3 separate regions of the Mus musculus genome follow, and regions 2 and 3 are each linked to region 1. Evidence: chromatin contacts called from public Hi-C and promoter capture Hi-C data. All regions are on one chromosome and are shown on one strand. Each heading gives the region's core, a stretch centred on a gene start, on an enhancer-like site or on the middle of the called end of the contact. The rest is flanking DNA. Distances are from core to core; before and after follow the strand shown. Region 1 holds the start of Trim16 (tripartite motif-containing 16). Region 2 has its middle 37 kb from the start of Pmp22. Region 3 holds the start of Pigl (phosphatidylinositol glycan anchor biosynthesis, class L).

What was found. Promoter capture Hi-C pulls out the DNA fragments that hold promoters and counts their contacts. A called contact is a pair of places that touch in the nucleus more often than the background predicts.
Region 2: a contact with region 1 is called in a promoter capture Hi-C map of neural stem cells. The contact joins the enhancer-like site here to the promoter of Trim16 in region 1. A contact is called at or near these places in 7 of 39 promoter capture datasets (the 3T3-L1 cell line, 3T3-L1-derived adipocytes, cranial neural crest and 4 more) and 2 of 115 datasets of contacts at active chromatin or transcription factors (the NIH/3T3 cell line and bone marrow-derived macrophages).
Region 3: a contact with region 1 is called in a Hi-C map of the Ba/F3 cell line, with 2.5 times the contacts expected there. The contact joins the promoter of Pigl here to the promoter of Trim16 in region 1. A contact is called at or near these places in 1 of 39 promoter capture datasets (pre-B cells), 2 of 484 Hi-C or Micro-C datasets (the Ba/F3 cell line and LSK cells), 1 of 115 datasets of contacts at active chromatin or transcription factors (microglia) and 1 of 9 other capture datasets (adipose tissue).

Annotation. Positions count from the first base shown.
Region 1 is chr11:62,818,980-62,822,539 of GRCm38.p6, reverse strand. It overlaps Trim16 (tripartite motif-containing 16), which reads right to left and starts at 2,287. Exons shown (of 6, transcript NM_053169.2): 1 at 1,541-2,287. The coding sequence starts at 2,035.
Region 2 is chr11:63,166,738-63,170,485 of GRCm38.p6, reverse strand. No RefSeq gene overlaps it. Among named protein-coding and RNA genes, the nearest start is that of Pmp22, 37 kb to the right of the region's middle. Within about 2 kb of position 1,390, at least 42 of the 459 cell types and tissues checked have an H3K27ac peak or open chromatin away from gene starts, as enhancers often do. A contact at or near this core is called in 3T3-L1-derived adipocytes and trophoblast stem cells, where this site is marked.
Region 3 is chr11:62,457,101-62,460,572 of GRCm38.p6, reverse strand. Pigl (phosphatidylinositol glycan anchor biosynthesis, class L) reads right to left here and starts at 2,132. Exons shown (of 7, transcript NM_001039536.4): 1 at 1,879-2,132. The coding sequence starts at 2,113. It also overlaps a transcript of Ncor1 not described here.

The DNA of each region.
Region 1 (3,560 bases), core at 1,038-3,537:
ACATACATGCATCCTCATGCACACACACCCACATACAAAACAAATGAATAAATATTAAAGTTACAATGTTGCAATTTGAGGGTCTTCCTTCATTTTTCTCTAATAAGATGGTGTTCCAGAAGCTTCCATGCCTCGCTCATCAACTGCGTAACTTTGAACAAGTACAACAGAGACCTTCAGAGCCCTCACCTAATAATTACTGAAATATCAGATGGGAAAATCCACACCAAAAAATATTTTCAAGTTGGGTGGGTCCCTTTCCTTTGATGTATTTGTTGATTGCCATACTTTCCGTATAGGACATCCCTTGATACTAGAAACACTGGAAACAGTTGACAAGTGGCTTCCTGGGCCGGAAATGGTGACTCATTAGCATCTGGAGTGTCGAACTCTGCAGAACTACACCCATCCAGGACTAGAGAGAGTCTACCTCTGGTACAGGAACAAAAGAAATACCCTGGTTAGGAAAGTTCCTTGCCCAGATACCACTTTCCTTTACTGCCCAGGAACACATGCCACAGAAAGGCTCTGGGTGTGCCAACCAACAGTGCAAAGAGGGAACTGCCTTGAGCGTGAACCAGGACCTGTGTGTGGGCGGAGTCAACCTTACTTCCTACTGGGGAAACTCAAAGTGGGAGAAACTCAAAGTGGGAAAGCTGCGGGGGTCCACCCCCAATGTCTCATCCAGGATCTTGGCTTCCAGATAAAGGCAAGCAGTGCTTCAGAAATGACTTTTTTATCTGATAAAAGTAAAATTTCAGACTTCGAGCACAGTGTTTCTCAGGTGCTCCTGCCAGCCTATCCCGTAAGGAACCTTTATTCTCCAGTAAGTTAAGTCGCCCTTGGCATTAACTTCCGTGTGCGTTTCAAATTCTGTTATCTTGGCAGTTTTTGTTTTGTTTTGTTTTGTTTTACTTGAATGCAGCATTTTGTGTTAGCTTCTTTTGTGGTTTTGCGATTCAAAAAAAAAGAAAGGAAGGAAGGAAGGAAGGAAGGAAGGAAGGAAGGAAGGAAGAAAGAAAGAAAGAAAGAAAGAAAGAAAGAAAGAAAGAAAGAAAGAAAGAAAGAAAGAAAGAAAGAAGTTAAGAAAGAGAGGAAGGAAGAAAAGGAGAAATGAAGTCTGAGGTTTCTTCTTTTCCCTTGGACTTCTGCCAAGGTTTTCATGGGTTGATATATGCCTCACAGATCCTGCCAGAGGGAAATACCACACTCCTGAGGCTAACCTTCTACAGCACACACCCAAATGCACATTACTAAACTCTAACTAGAAACAGCAGGAAATTCCTATGCCTGGCAGAGACAATAGAGACCGCACAGCAACAGGGACACTGAGATGGGGACAGTGACCCACTTTTGTTTCCAAAGCCAGCGGCTATAGATACTTACAGCGAACCAACACCCAGGCACTACCGCTAAAGTTCTCCTCTGTTGACTCGGAACAAACTGGCATCAACAGAGCCACAAATGCAGCATGTGTGACCTCTCCCTGGGGACACCTCCTCCCACTGGTCCCTCCCAGGCGACAGACCCCACTACTCACCTCTTTGTTCCTGCGGGCTGCATCCAGGGAGACAGTACTGTCGCCTCTGTGTTCACCCTCCCCGCATTCCTGGCAGATACACTGCTGGTGCGTGTGGCAGAAGGAAACCAAAGGGCTGTGGTGGGCAGGGCAGGTGCGTAGATCCTGGTCCTTTGCGGGTTCGGTTAGCTGGTGGCTGTGCAGTTTGCTGTTCTCCTGGTGTGGCCGCAGGTGCTCCTCACAGTAGTTCACCATGCAGGTCAGACAGGATTTCACTGCCCTTACTCTGCTGGCCCCAAGACAGAAGTCACACAAGATCTGATCCTCTTCACCAGGAGCCCCGACCTCTGCGGGGTCATGACCCTGCTCCTGGGTTTCCTCACCTGACTTGCTGAGAGGGTCCGCATCTTCTTTTTCTGCTGGGATAGCTGACACAGGGTCTGGGCCGAGAGGGGCCAAAGGGTGAGCAGTGACCCCGGTCAGAGGCCCCGGGGCAATCAGATCCAATTCAGCCATCTGGTGGAGGCTCTGCGGACTAAGGACTAAGGCGTCCTTCCTCGCGGTCCCTTGGCTCAGGATCTGAGTAGCCCAAGTCAAACCAGAGAGCCACGCCTAGCAGATTGCAGCTGCCCTGAGACATTAACTGTTTCCTCCCTCCCGAGGAAGCTCAGTTACTCAGACAGGACGAGGCTCCTCCAGATTGGCTAGTAGCCAGCCACAGTGACAAGGCTCAGAACTGCCTTGCCACTTGGCTCCTGTGTCTGTTCCTTGGCTCAGGCTTCTCATTCTCATTCCTAGCCCAGCCCTGAAACTTCTATTCTTACGGGACTCATTCACGCACACCCCATAGGCTCTTCCGGAGACCACGTGTGCCTGTGGGACTGGAAAAAAGGGCAAGATTCCTGAGCTCTATTGTAAGCCTCTGCGGCTTTGAGCGGTCCCACAAGCCATATTTTGCGGTGGATCTCTCTCTCTCTCTCTCTCTCCTTCCTCCATCCCTCCCTCTCTCTCCCCTCCCCCTCCCCTTCTCTCTACTCCATATATTTTTAAAGGGGTCCAAAATGTAAGGACTTTGATAATAGGGCAGCTGCTAATCCTAAATGAGCCACCAGCTTGGTCCTACCACCACCACCACAAAACCTGACATACAGACAGACAGACAGACATAGTCAATCTAGCTTTATCTGCTTTTAATAACTTGCTTTTATCAGACTTTTGTTTTATTTTAGTCGTGTGTGTGTGTGTGTGTGTGTGTGTGTGTGTGTGACAGAGTTTGACATCTAGTGTCTTTCTTAATTGCTCTCCACCTCATTTCATGAGAGAGGACCTCACAGTGAACCTGGAACACGCTAGGTCACCTAGCGCAGCAGGCCAGCAAGTCAGAGGGATATTCTAGACTCTTGCCCCAGTGCTGGGGTTACAGATAAGCACCATTGCATGGCTGCAGGTGGCCATGCACACCTAGCAAGCACTTTACCCACTGAACCGTCCTCCTAGCTCCACTTCTGGTTGACTTTTAAAACTCACTCATGTGAGAAGCCACCCAGTGGACAGGGCCCTGGCCTTCCACTCTCTGCCATAAACCTCTAACATGTGGGCTTTGATGATAACAGTTGTCTGGCTTGCTTCTCCGAAACTTGATGGCCTTTTGTTGAAATTGACTCATCTGGACCTGAGCAGGTAACTAGTGGGTGACCTTTTGGCATCAGAAGACCAAAACTTCTGCCCTCAGAACATTCTAACACTGACCTGTCCTGAACATGCATCCCACGAAGAGCCATGAGGACCGATTATGGTCCTCTCAGCCACCCTTCCCTATCTCATAAATCCTCACCAGACCCCACCCTCCAGGAAGTGGATCTAACTGTGCTTCTCCCCTTCCATGCTCAGCTCAGCTGCCTTCAAATATGATTTTTCTCTTTTGCGAAACGCATGGTCTCTGTGTTTGCCACCCTGTGCAAGCATCCTGGTTCTGAAACCACAGAAATTGATGGATGTTTATAACCCTGACCCTCCAGTGTCCGCTTCTAGGGCATTCCAG
Region 2 (3,748 bases), core at 141-2,640, 350 kb before region 1:
CAGAGCAAGGTATACGGGACACTTCTGCACTTTGTTTAAGACTGAAAGCTAAACAGCTGTGAGTTCAAGAGTTTTAAGAATCCCAATGTCATAACAGACAGAAATAATAAAAAGATAACATGGTCAAGACACCGAAGAAGTATTCGCAGTAAAAAAGTATGTAGTTCGTGTCAAAGCAGGGACATCACAAGATGTTAACTGTTTAAAAGCTTAGATGAAGGAACCGTCTTCAGAGATGCCAATGATAAGGTACAGGGTATAGATGTGCAGAGAACATGCGCTAAGACAGACAGAGCCACACTGCATTCTGAAGCATACGAGTCATCGGGGAAGCAAGAAATTCTTAATCTAATGACTATATCATGCTATTCATTACATTCCTGAATATATTGTATAAAGCGAAAAATACCACAGATCAGAGGACAGATCAGGGAGATAACCATAAAGTGAGGAAAGCATGAGATGCAGAGTGCCTGTGTATTAGCTAAAACTGCAGAAATGATCAAAAATAATGTTTTCCTATCAAATAAGAGAAATAAAACACTACCAGGCCTAGTGTGGAGAAAAATTAAAGATGAGAAGGCACAAGTGCACACGATTAAGAAGAAGAAAGAAAATTGAAACAGGAAATTAAGATGACTGTTACAGCTGTCTCCAACACTCCATGAAAACAAACTTGGAGATACAGATGAAAGATGGTACTTCCTCTGAAACACATACGTTTTAAGACATGTCAAGAATTCAGATGCTTAAACAGGACACAGATGAGGAGACAAGGATTTGAGAAAGCACTGGGGTACCAGCGTCTGCTTGATAACTACTCAGCACCAGATCCTATCAAACCTTCAAGAAAACCAGCCGTACTCACTGCCCCCAGCTGCCCCTTCGTTTATATCTCTATCTGTCTTCAAAATGGAAAGTCCTGTGCGAAGCCCCATTTACCTAAAAACTATGCTGAAAATATGGATGAGAAACAGAAAACAAAGCAAGAACGAACCAAAACAAAACCTCGCTTTAAATCATGAGGGCAGAAAGAGGGGAAGATGAAGGCCTCCAGGACATGAGGTCCAGCCAATCAGAAAACAAAGAAACAAAAAAACCCAAACCCCACTAAACAATAGTTAGCCCAATTGTTTCTTCTGATATCTCCTACAGGAATTTTTTTAGTCTGTGAACAGCAGACAATGCTGCAAATAAGCTATGCTGAAATGCAGAAAAGCTAAGCAAAGAATTAAGCCACACACACACACATCCTTGGAGGAAAAAGAGAAAAGAGGTAAACAAATTTCAACGCTTCTAGATAGGAAGTGTGCTCTCAACAGCTGGGTGTGCTCGCCATTCTGTGGACTGTTGCTCCCAGAATCCCAAGCACAGTGGAATGCAGCCACTAAAAGGGCAGTTTCTAATCAAAGCTGCCCTGCTGTAAATTCCTAAGGTCAAAGGAATTCTCCGAAATGCTCAGGACGGAAAGAAAATGTCATAAAGCAATCCCCTGAGAGGACCCAAGATTCTGTTGCTAAAGAAATGTTAACTGTTCATCTCCACTGTTCTGTTTGAACTTCCCTACTGCTGTTTCAGGAGAAAGAAGAATGTCTTCCCTTAAAAAACAAAATAAACAGAGAGCTGGAGAGACGGCTCCGTGGTCAAGAGTACTTGAGGCACTTGCAGAAGATCCAAGTTTGCTTTCCAGCACCAGAATCAGGTGGCTCACAACGACGCCTGTCATTCCAGCTCCAAGGGATCCAACACCCTCTCCTGGCCTCTGTGGGCACTGCACAGGTGTGCAGGACTCCACACCCAGACACATACATAATCTTTACAAATAAAGTAAAATTAAAAAAAAAAACAGCTTTAAAAAACAATGATCAAACCCACAGAAAAAGCAGACATTCTATTTTTTTAATGAGATGGCGAGGAACAGTTGAACACACAGCTGCATCTTCCTATGACATTAGTGCGAGCTTACACCCCACAGGTGTCACTGCACACACACACACACACACACACACACACACACACACACACACACACACACAAAATTCGTTGCGTTTTAGTATGTCTCACAAAGGAAGTGTGGAACCATCACTACCCCCAGGCTTAGAGCATCTTCTGCGTGATAGGAAACATTTTGCCATTCTCCCTTTATCCTTATTTGCCCCACCCCCAGCCCTACACAATGACTAGCCCACTCTTGTGTATACAGTTCTCCTGTTCTTAACCTCACTATAAACAGAATCTAGCATATGGTAGGCAGGCTTCTGTGACTGACTCTTTTCATCTAACATCATGTGTCGAAGCTTCACCCACTTGGTAGCATGTAATGATATATTACAGCCTTTTACAGATAAAACGTGTTCTGTGGCATGAGGAGACCATATTTTACCATCTCTTTCTCAATGGTCATTTGGGTTGTTTCCATTCTGGAGCTGTTACAACATCCTTGTGTAAGTTTCGATACAGACTTTGAGTTTGTTTCTCTTGGGATTATAGGAGGACAGGATCTGCTAGGACAAACAGTAACCTTAATCCTTTGAGGAACTGCAAATACATTCTCAAAGTAGACACACTGTTTATATACCCAGTCGTAGCCTGTGAGGGATCCAGTTCTCCTGCATCCTCACCCAAGTGTGTGGTTAGAGTTTAGAGTCTAACTAGCCTGGTAAAGGAACATCCTACTATCCCAGCTTTTCCTGGTGACTAAGGCTATTCACGTGCTTCTGGGCCAATTCTGTATCTTCCTAGGACAAATATTTAACCAAGGTTTATTGGGTTTTTTTTTCCTGCTAGAGGGAGGAGAGATTGAGACAGGATCTAGCTATGTAGCCCAGGCTGGCCTCAAACTGGAAGCAGTCCTCCTGCCTCAGCCTCCTAAGTCCGGTGATTATAGGTGTGAACACATCTTTTAACAATTTTTTTAATTTAGTTGTATATTTTTAATCGAATTGTAGGAGTTTGTTATATAATCTAGGCATAGGTCCCTTGCCTGATTCATGAATTTCAAACATTATTTATTAATTGGTGGAATGCATTATTTTCACTAGGTGTCTTTTGAACCACAGAAGGGTTTTTAAAGATTTGATAAAATTCTATTTGTTTTCACCTTTCCCCACTCTTTGTGTAAAATAGCTAAGAATCTCTGACAAGTTCAAGGTGCCATACTTTCTTCTGAAAGTCTTGCACATTTAGCCCTTATGTTTAGGATGTTGGCCCACTTCAAATTAGTTTTTTGTGTATGATTTTACACAGAGGCCCAGATATCTATTATTATAGTGGTTAGTGTTGTGATTTTTAAGATAGGAGTCTCATTATGTAGCTCAGGCTGGCCTCAGACAGTGCTTCTGGGCCCCTTGTGTGCTAGGACTCTGGATGTGGATCACCATACCCAGCCATCATGCAGGCATCTTCTTAATGTGTTGCTCTATTTCTGGCCTGTCAGCACCTCATTCTCTTGCCTACCACTGTTTTAGAGTGAGTTTTGAGATCAGGACATTTGAATCATCGTGCTTTGTTTTACACTATCCTGTGGACCTTGTTACTCATGGAGATTTATAATCAACTTGCTGGTGGTCCCATTTCCTTTCTATTGCTGTAATAAAACCTTGCGAGCAAAAGCAACTTAGAGGATGAAAGAATTGGTTTCCATTCACAGGATACAGGCTGTGTCACTGAGGGAAGTCGGAACCTGAAGGCTAGCCAGCTCGCTATTCCACAGAGCATCACATCCCTAAAAGGCACGGTTGCCAAGGAA
Region 3 (3,472 bases), core at 883-3,382, 360 kb after region 1:
AATTTTAAGTTCTATTAAAAATAATCTAGAAAATATTAGAGGACATACTGAACCCAGACTATCTTGCAAACAAATACAGCTATGATGCAAATCTTGAAACATATTTGTGAATAATTCAATTCTAATAATTATAAAACATAAAACAAGGGGGCAAGAGAGATGGCTGAGGTTTAGAGTAATCTATGCTCTTCCTGGAGACCCAGAATTCAGGTTCCTGTACTGACCTCCCCTCCCCCCAAGACAGGGTTTCTCTGTGTACCCTGGGCAGTCCTGGAACCCCCTCTGTAGACCAGGCTGGCCTCGAACTCAGAGATCTGCCTGCCTCTGGAACACTGGGACTAAAGGCATTTGCCACCCCTGCCCAGCAAGTTCCCAGCATTCTTATTGTAGTTCACAACTGGCTATGACTCCTGTTCCAGGGAATCCAACACCCTCTTTTAGTCTTTGTGCACACCATGCATTCATGTGCTACACATACATGCATACAAGCAAAGCACTAATACATAAAATGTAAATTAAAAAAAGAAAAGAAAAGAAGGTACTCTTTCCTTGTTTGGAGCCTCTCCACTCTCAGGAGTTTTTTTTTTTTTTTTCTTTAATAAATCTACATTAATTCTGTTTAAAAACCAGAAATAATTCTCCCAAATTCAGCCAATTTTATAAATCAATCCTGATGATTTCTGTTTAAGATCAGTTATTAAAAAAAGAAAGCCGGGCGTGGTGGCGAACACCTTTAATCTCAGCACTCAGGAGGCAGAGGCAGGCGGATTTCTGTGTTCGAGGCCAGCCTGGTCTACAAAGCCAGTTCCAGGACAGCCAGGGCTATACACAGAGAGAAACCCTGTCTCGAAAAACCAAACCAAACCAAACCAAACCAAACCAAACCAACCAAACACCCGAAGAAGCTGGGCAGTGGTGGCGCATGCCTTTAATCCCAGCACTTGTGAGGCAGAGGCAGGGAGATTTCTGAGTTCTCGGCCAGCCTGGTCTACAGAGTGAGTTCTAGGACAGCCAGGGCTATACAGAGAAACCCTGTTTAGAAAAACAAAAAAACAAAACAACAACAACAAAAACACCCCTGGCCCCCCAAAAGAGAACAACACAACAACCACATGGGAAAAAAGGTCCTGAGCAATTTTGAAAATCAGCTTTATTGAGGTATACTTTGCTATAAAATTCACCCACTGTATGTATACACTTCACATTGTCCAGTCATCACCATATTTAGGGTATCCTGGTTTTCTCGTTTGTTTTTGTCTGTATCATTATTCAAGTCTCATTTTTGAAGAATTCTTTTAATAATAGCTGGGTACAGATGAACTCTAAAATTATCTATAAATGTATTTCTATTTGTCTGAAGTTAAACAAAAAATCTCCCAATTTGACACATGAATCTTTGTAGCAGAAAATGGGTTTCAAAGCAGCAGGAAGGTCTTTTGCTATTATTAGGAAAGAAAGTTGGTGGGCTGAGCAGACACCATACAGCTCAAATTGTCTGGTGCATGATTTTATTTGATCCTTTTGCAAATAGACGGTTCCTCAGGATAACAGGTCAGGCACAGCGGCTCACGCCTGGGATGCTAGATTACAGTGAGACTGTCTTTATAAAAAACCCAAAACATCCAGTACAGTCGCAGTTCCCAAAGGAACATGAAGGTACTGAACGGAACCAATGATGAACAACCACTTTTCTGCTCCTCGATTTGGCTAGGATGGAATTCGCTCGGGGTTCCCTAACCTATCTGGGAAGTCGGCTGTTTCTGTCCCCAGACTGACCAGCACAGAGAAAGTAGCTACCTACGACAGAAAACCTTTCCGGAAGAAGTTAACTAAGATCGGTTAGTTCCCTAACCCAGCGACCCTCCTACAGTCTCCTACCTGAGGAGAAGCAGAGCAGGGACACCTGCTGCTCCAGGCGTGCCAAGCCTAGCATGGTGGGAGCAAAGAACATGGCTTCATCGTCCGGGTGCGCGATCACTACAAGGGCCCGGCTTCCGGCTCCCGGCAGGCCCGCCTGCTCCGGAGACCTCATTCGTTCCGCTGAGTTCCAAACCCGGAGGAAGCCCCAAGTCAGGACAGCCACGGCCACACACAAGAAACCCACCAATTCCATGCCGGGTAAGTGGCACTGCGCCTGCGCAGGAAGGCAGGCTGCGGGTGGACTCGGGTTCCCTGCGGGAAAACGGAACCGGCTGAAACTGCGTTCCGTGGGTCAGAGTGCGGCGGCGGCTGGAGACCAAGATTCGTGGTCTAGCGTGGAAACTTCCACCCATACTGCCCCGTCTCCTCGGTGGCGGAATCCTCTATCTGCTCCAGTTTCAGAGCTCAGCCGCACTTTGCGGTCTTAAGTGTCTTTCTTACCGTTCAGTGTGCTTAAAAGGAAGGAAGCATTTTTAGAGTTATTTTGAGATCGCGTCTCTCTCTGCGTGTTCCCCTAAACTCACTATATGCAGACCATGCGAGTTTGCAATGATTCCCATTCCTTTGCCTCCTGAGCTGGGATTTCAGGCGTGTCAGCACGCCGGCCAAAAGGGAAGCATTCTAAAACAAACGTCAGCATTCTCCTTTCAACTCGTTTTATGACTTCAAACTTTGTATAAAACAGCCCGTTATCCGGAATAAAAGTTTTTCCGAAGCGGGTCACCGTTTGTTCTTTCTCAGATGGCGGCTTTGCAAGAGGAAAAAGTAAGCGGCTAAGAGGAAATGTCATTTCACTCGAAGGGTGAGGTCGGCAGGCCCCTTAAGTTTTCTTAAGAGGCAGAGATTAAGGAGCCACGCCGTGGAGGAGGCCTCGCCCGCCATGCCGAGGAACACTCGGTGTGAAATTAACGTGCGTCCCAGCCACGTGGGCTGAGGTTTCTCTTTGGCGGCGAGGGGACGGGGTAGCCGCTTTGGCGGCGCGCAGGGGTCGCAAGGCTAACCTCGCGCCGGGCTCCCGGTCCTTTCCCACGCCTGAGGGGAAGGCCCCGGGCGCGCGGGAGTGGCAGGCTCGCGGGGACGCTCCAGGCCGAGGACGCGATGGCTGCCACGGCGGCGGCGGGTCGGGCCGGAGGCAGCGCTGCCGGGGCGGGCATGAGTGCGAGGGACAACTTGAAAAGAACCGGCGCGGCGTCCGCGACCCAGGAAGCGAGGCCGAGGTAAGAGCCGCACTCCGTTCTCCCGGGGAGGGAGTCGTCTCCCCAACCCTCCGGAAGGAGGAGGAGCCCAAGTCTGAGCCGCCTCAGCGCGGCCGCCCGGCCTGAGGGGGAGGGAGTGGGGTTGAGGCAAGATGGCGGCTAAGGTGGCGAAGCTGCGGCGGCGGCGGCTGGAGTGAGCGCCCAGCTCGCCGCGCTGCCGAGCGAGGGCCGGGCGGAGGGCCGCGCGCCGGGGCCGCGCCCCGGTCGTCCGGCCGTGGGGCGCGCCGGCTCTCACTCCGCCAGCTCCCGGTGAGTAGGCTCGGCGCCTGCAGCCCCGGCCTCCGGGCCCTGCTCGC